2 separate regions of the Danio rerio genome follow, and region 2 is linked to region 1. Evidence: chromatin contacts called from public HiCAR-type data. All regions are on one chromosome and are shown on one strand. The core of a region is the stretch at or near the end of the contact, and the rest is flanking DNA. Distances in the headings are between cores, read along the strand shown.

Region 1 (2,700 bases), core at 160-2,659:
CGTTTCTCCAATCTTCTATTGTCCAGTTTTGGTGAGTCTGTGTGAATTGTAGCCTCAGTTTCCTGTTCTTAGCTGACAGGAGCGGCACCCGGTGTGCTGTTCTGCTGCTGTAGCCCATCCGCCTCAAGGTTGGACGTGTTGTGTGTTCAGAGATGCTCTTCTGCAGAGCTCGGTTGTATCGAGTGCTTATTTGAGTTACTGTTGCCTTTCTATTAGCTGAACCAGTCTGGCCATTCTCCTCTGACCTCTGGCATCAACAAGGCATTTGCGCCCACAGAACTGCCGCTCACTAGATATTTCCTCTTTGTCGGAGCATTCTCTGTAAACCCTAGAGATGGTTGTGCGTGAAAATTCCAGTAGATCAGCAGCTTTTGAAATACTCAGAGCAGCCCGTCTGGCACCAACAACCATGCCACTTTCAAAGTCACTTCAATCCCTTTTCTTCTCCATTCTGATGCTCGCTTTGAAATGCAGCAGATCGTCTTGACCATGTCTACATGCCTAAATGCATTGAGTTGCTGTCATTGGATGTCGAAATTTGTGTTTCCAAGCAGTTAAACAGGAGTACAGTGTATTCTCCAGAACATGAACAATTATAATATAAAGTATGCAGAAAACCAAACAACATTCGCATTTTAATATTGAGAGTTTTCTCATGTTCTATGTAGAAAACAACGAATTGGAACACAGTAAGTGTGACTTCTGACTTAATACTTTTTTTTTGAATATATATTTATTTGTTCACATTTTCAGTTTAACATCTCTTATTAAAGTGGTTAAAGTGGACTAGTTGATGGAGAAGTTTGATTAATGAATTTGTGTGAAACATTTAAAACATTTAGGATTAAAGATGTTTTAAAGTGTGCTTTTTAAATTTTTTATTTAATTTTTAAATGTTTTATGTCCAAATTATGCTTTTCCAACACTGAAACATCAGAAAACTCTATAATCTTTATCTTTTTATTATTATTAATATTATTGGGCGCCACTGTGGCACAGTGGTTAGCACAATTGCCTCACAGCAAGAAGGTCTCTGGTTCGAGCCCCGACTGGACCAGTTGCCATTTCTGTGTGGAGTTTGCATGTTCTCCCTGTGTTGGCATGGGTTTCCTCCGGGTGCTCCGGTTTATCCCACAGTCCAAACACATGCGCTATAGGGGAATTGGGTAAGCTAAATTGTCCATGGTATGTGTGTGTGAATGAGTGTGCATGGATGTTTCCCAGTGATGGGTTGCAACTGGAAGGGCATCCGCTTCGTGAAACATATGCTGGATAAGTTGGCGGTTCATTTCGCTGTGGCGACCCCAGATTAATAAATGGACTAAGCTGAAAAGAAAATGAATGAATATTTTTATATAATTGTAGTGTCAGTAGTAGTGTTATTATTAACCAAATATCTCACCACTTACAGGAGTATGCAGTCCTGCCTCCATGATTTGCCCCAAGACAACGATTGTGAGTACATTTGCTCTTTTCCTATAAAAGAAATATAATAAGAAGAATGTACAAAAGCACATTTCTATTTAGCAACTCCATGGAAATTGTGTGGAATTGCACATAATACACACACAGCAGTATAAACATGCATTTATTAATTCAATATGCACCACAGAACCAATAACACATAACAATTCTCACAATTTAAGTTCGTTCTACAAAACAAATACAGTGTTGTCAAATTCATCCACTTCAGAGAGTTCAGAAAGGTGAGATCTCGCAGAACAAAACATTGAAGAAACAAACATTTCCTACATGAATGCAGTCATGGCCATGGAAAATGCTAAAAGTTACTCCAGTCTGAGTCAGTGTACACTGACACACTTATACAGTATGCAAATTCAATAAAACTAATGCATGCATTGCACACACACACACACACACATGCACACACACACACACACTCTCAGGCTGTACAGGTAAGTGATATAATTTGTCTCCAAGTGATGTAATCTGGGTCAAATCACGGGCTACTCTAAACTGTCTGCAGAGTCATATAAAGTCCGAGACACACACACACACACACACACGCACACACGCATATTTGTTTTTGTGAAAAGTGGGTACATTAAAAGTACAGTACATAGGTTTCCATTAATTTTATACTGTTTAAACCGTATATTGTATTGCCCTCACCCCACTCTATCCCTAATCCCAACCATCACAGGAGTCAGTGTGCAGCTTTACTCTGATTAAACTCATCCTGTGGGGTTTATAAGCTTTTTGAGAAATGAGGACGTCACCAATGTCCTCATATTTCACTTCCTTTTTGTAATACCTGTGTCATACCCATGTCATTATATAGATTTGTGTCCTGATATGTCACAAAACACAAACACACGCACACACACGCATATACACATATACAGCATACAGTTGAAGTCAGAATTATTAACCTCCCTTTGAAATTGTTTTTCTTTTTAAAATATTTTCCAAATGACGTTTAACAGAGCAAGGAAATGTTCACAGTATGTCTGATAATATTTTTTCTTCTGGAGAAAGTCTGATTTGTTTTATTTCGGCTAGAATAAAGGCAGTTTTTAATTTTTTAAAACCCATTTTAAGGTCAATATTATTAGCTCTTTAAGCTATTTGTTTAGATAGTCTACAGAACAAACCATCGTTATACAATAACTTGCCTAATTACCCTAACCTGCCTAGTTAACCGAATTAACCTAGTTAATCCTTTAAATGTCACTTTAA
Region 2 (2,700 bases), core at 82-2,581, 84 kb after region 1:
CAACTGATGCCGATCTTCCTTTCGTGTTTGGTAGTTTGTGATCCTTTTTCCATTTCATTCTCCTGTTCTGAAACCAGATTTTAATCTGTCTTTCAGAAAGACAGAGTGTGTGCGCGATCTCGATGCGACGCCGTCTTGTTAGATACCTGTTAAAATGAAACTCCTTCTCTAGTTCGAGAACCTGCTGTCTTGTGTAGGCTGTCCGAGAACGTTTGGGTTCAGGTCCTGTGTAATCCGGGTTCACTGTGAAGGACAAAATCACACTTTTGCATTAAACAAAATCTGCAAACATATCCGATCCACTCATTTTCAAATATCTAAACTTTTACCAAAAGTAACAAGCACTTCTTTAAAGTGAAATAGCAGATTTTAAGTGTCTGTGATTTAAAAATAAAAAAGTTTATCATGGCTAAATTGTTTAAATCAAAGCTTCGGGCCAAGTGGACTCTCAATACTGCAAGAGTGGCCAACACAGCTAGCGGCCTATTTCCTAAGCAATAAAAATTTATGGCTGGTGTAATTGGCGGCCCCTTCAGAGGAACCCATAAATATTTCACTCAATGATTTTAACTGTGGCTAAAACAGCAGAATAGGGATGGCCTATGCGAGCAGACAGCAAAGAGAGTGGATCTTACCCGTAGTAACGTGCACTTTCTTCATCCACGGGTAAACTACAGCAGGCTGCTTCGTTGGTATCCCGTTCTGGGTCTTTGTGTTTTGTTGTTGTCCACCAGTCCTCGATCCGGAAATCTGGACCGCGGGACACTGCTCTGTCTGTGCAGGGAAAGGGCTAGGGGTGCTGGCTTGATCCTGCACATGACCCCGCGGCTGCACCGACGAGCCCTGGACAGTGCTACAACTGTAAGGCTGTTCAGAGTAGTTTGACCGTGAATAGATTCCGGGATGCTGGAAATCAGTGTCCTGCGACGGACTGTAGTAGCCTGGGCTCTGTTCAGGTATATAGCTGTTCTGAGAATATTCCTCGCAAGGAGGAAATTTGGGATCCACATACTTGGAGTTCACCATGTACGAACTCATGGCCATTAATTTCTGAAGGTAGGAAATACTAATTTTTCTCGAGTTGTCTTTTTTTCCTCCCTCCATAAAGCCCTCCTACTTGCTGTCAACTGAATAAAGTTAGCCTACCATGTGACCAGCTTGGCCAATCGAGGTGGAGGGACTTCATCAACCGAGAAGAAGCTGTGCACACCTAGTAGTGATTTTTACAAACTTCACATTATCTCTCAATTAGGATGGAAATAACACAATATAAAATTTTATTGATTAAATACCCATATAAAAGAAAGAGACAAGGAGGAAAGCAGTGCTGGGACTCATGCAATAGCCAATTGTTCATCATCATATGGGAGGATCTCTATTTACACATTAGATGCTATCATAAAAACATGTTCTCATGCCACATAACCAAGCATGTGTGTGTGAGTGTATAACATTTTTTGTAAATTAATATTCAACTAAGCTAAATCAAACCCAGCCCAGGCATTTTGACTGGTAAAAACAAAACAATACAAAAGATAAAAACGGTCCAGGGCACAAAAAGAGACGCATAAAGCCTGCAGACAATTGATGAAGACCGTCTTTGTCATGTAGAGGTCACACAGAAGTTACTGGAGTCTCATCGTTCCAGCGCTTCTCATCCTTTCAGCTCGCTGTATAGGGCGCCCTGGTTCGCCATCAATGCGCCGTGCCAATCAATAATCAAACAGCACATAAAAGAAAATAATCGTATGGCAGCTCATAAGGTAAGACCAGGGAGCAAAGTGAGTTAACATTCATACAAAAATATTACTAATGTTAATTACTGCTCCCTGCGTCTTTTAAGAAGAACTAAACTGTAGGATTTGGTATTTAAAATGTTAAAATGTTCAGGAGACCTTTATAAAAAGTGTAAAAATGGGGGTTTGATTGTAATATTCGACACTGTAGAAAATTATATGATCAGTTAGTCATGACATCATGTGTTTTCATTTTTATAAACTAAGTTAATCATGTTCTAACCTAACTTTGTAGCTACGCAAGCGGTTTTAAGTCAGTTTGACATAATATAAGTTCAATGGACTCATAAAGCTCATAAGGTTACTTTAAAAAAAATCAAATTTTTTCGAGTACCTTGGACTGATTTTTGTAGTTTATTCTATTAAATCCCTTACCCAGAGTTAGCATTAGTTAAGCTACATCTGAGCACTTTTTGTTTGATTTAGGATTTTTGGACTCTTAAGGTTAATTTGATAAAAAAAAATTAAGGCAACCAGGATTTGTTAACAGTGTAGAATAAGAACCCTTTTGGGATTCCATTCAGTTCAAAGCTCTTAATAGAACACGTTCTTTTAATGTGAAGAACATTCCACACATTCGTTTGAATTTAAATTAAATTAAATTTCTGGGTTGTTGTATTCCAACGTTGGGTCAAATATAGACAAACCCAAACGTTTTGGTTAAAAATGTTATTTAAATTAAATTAGTAAGAAATTACCCAATTTTTGGGTTTGTTTATAATTGACCAAACATTGCATTACGCCAAACAAGCATTTTCTTTAGTGTGAAGAACGTTTGTGAGATGGAAATGTTCAATAGGCCTAGTTGAACGTCCATCAAGTAACCATCGACAGCAATAAAAAAGTCAATGTTCACTAAGAAAGCGCAGCAAAAAGCATCACAACAGAAGTTATTAAAATAATA

Evidence for each region. HiCAR-type assays count read pairs that join an accessible place to other places.
Region 2: a contact with region 1 is called in a HiCAR-type map of caudal fin, with 3 times the contacts expected there. The contact joins the promoter of hoxd4a here to the promoter of si:rp71-78h1.1 in region 1. A contact is called at or near these places in 1 of 18 Hi-C or Micro-C datasets (embryo) and 3 of 4 datasets of contacts at active chromatin or transcription factors (caudal fin, embryo and gastrula embryo).

The regions. Positions count from the first base shown.
Region 1 is chr9:1,863,347-1,866,046 of GRCz12tu, forward strand. It overlaps si:rp71-78h1.1 (a long non-coding RNA gene), which reads left to right and starts at 1,410. Exons shown (of 2, transcript NR_187361.1): 1 at 1,410-1,455.
Region 2 is chr9:1,947,248-1,949,947 of GRCz12tu, forward strand. hoxd4a (homeobox D4a) reads right to left here and starts at 1,332. Exons shown (of 2, transcript NM_001126445.2): 1 at 636-1,332; 2 at 1-243. The coding sequence starts at 1,104. It also overlaps a transcript of hoxd3a not described here.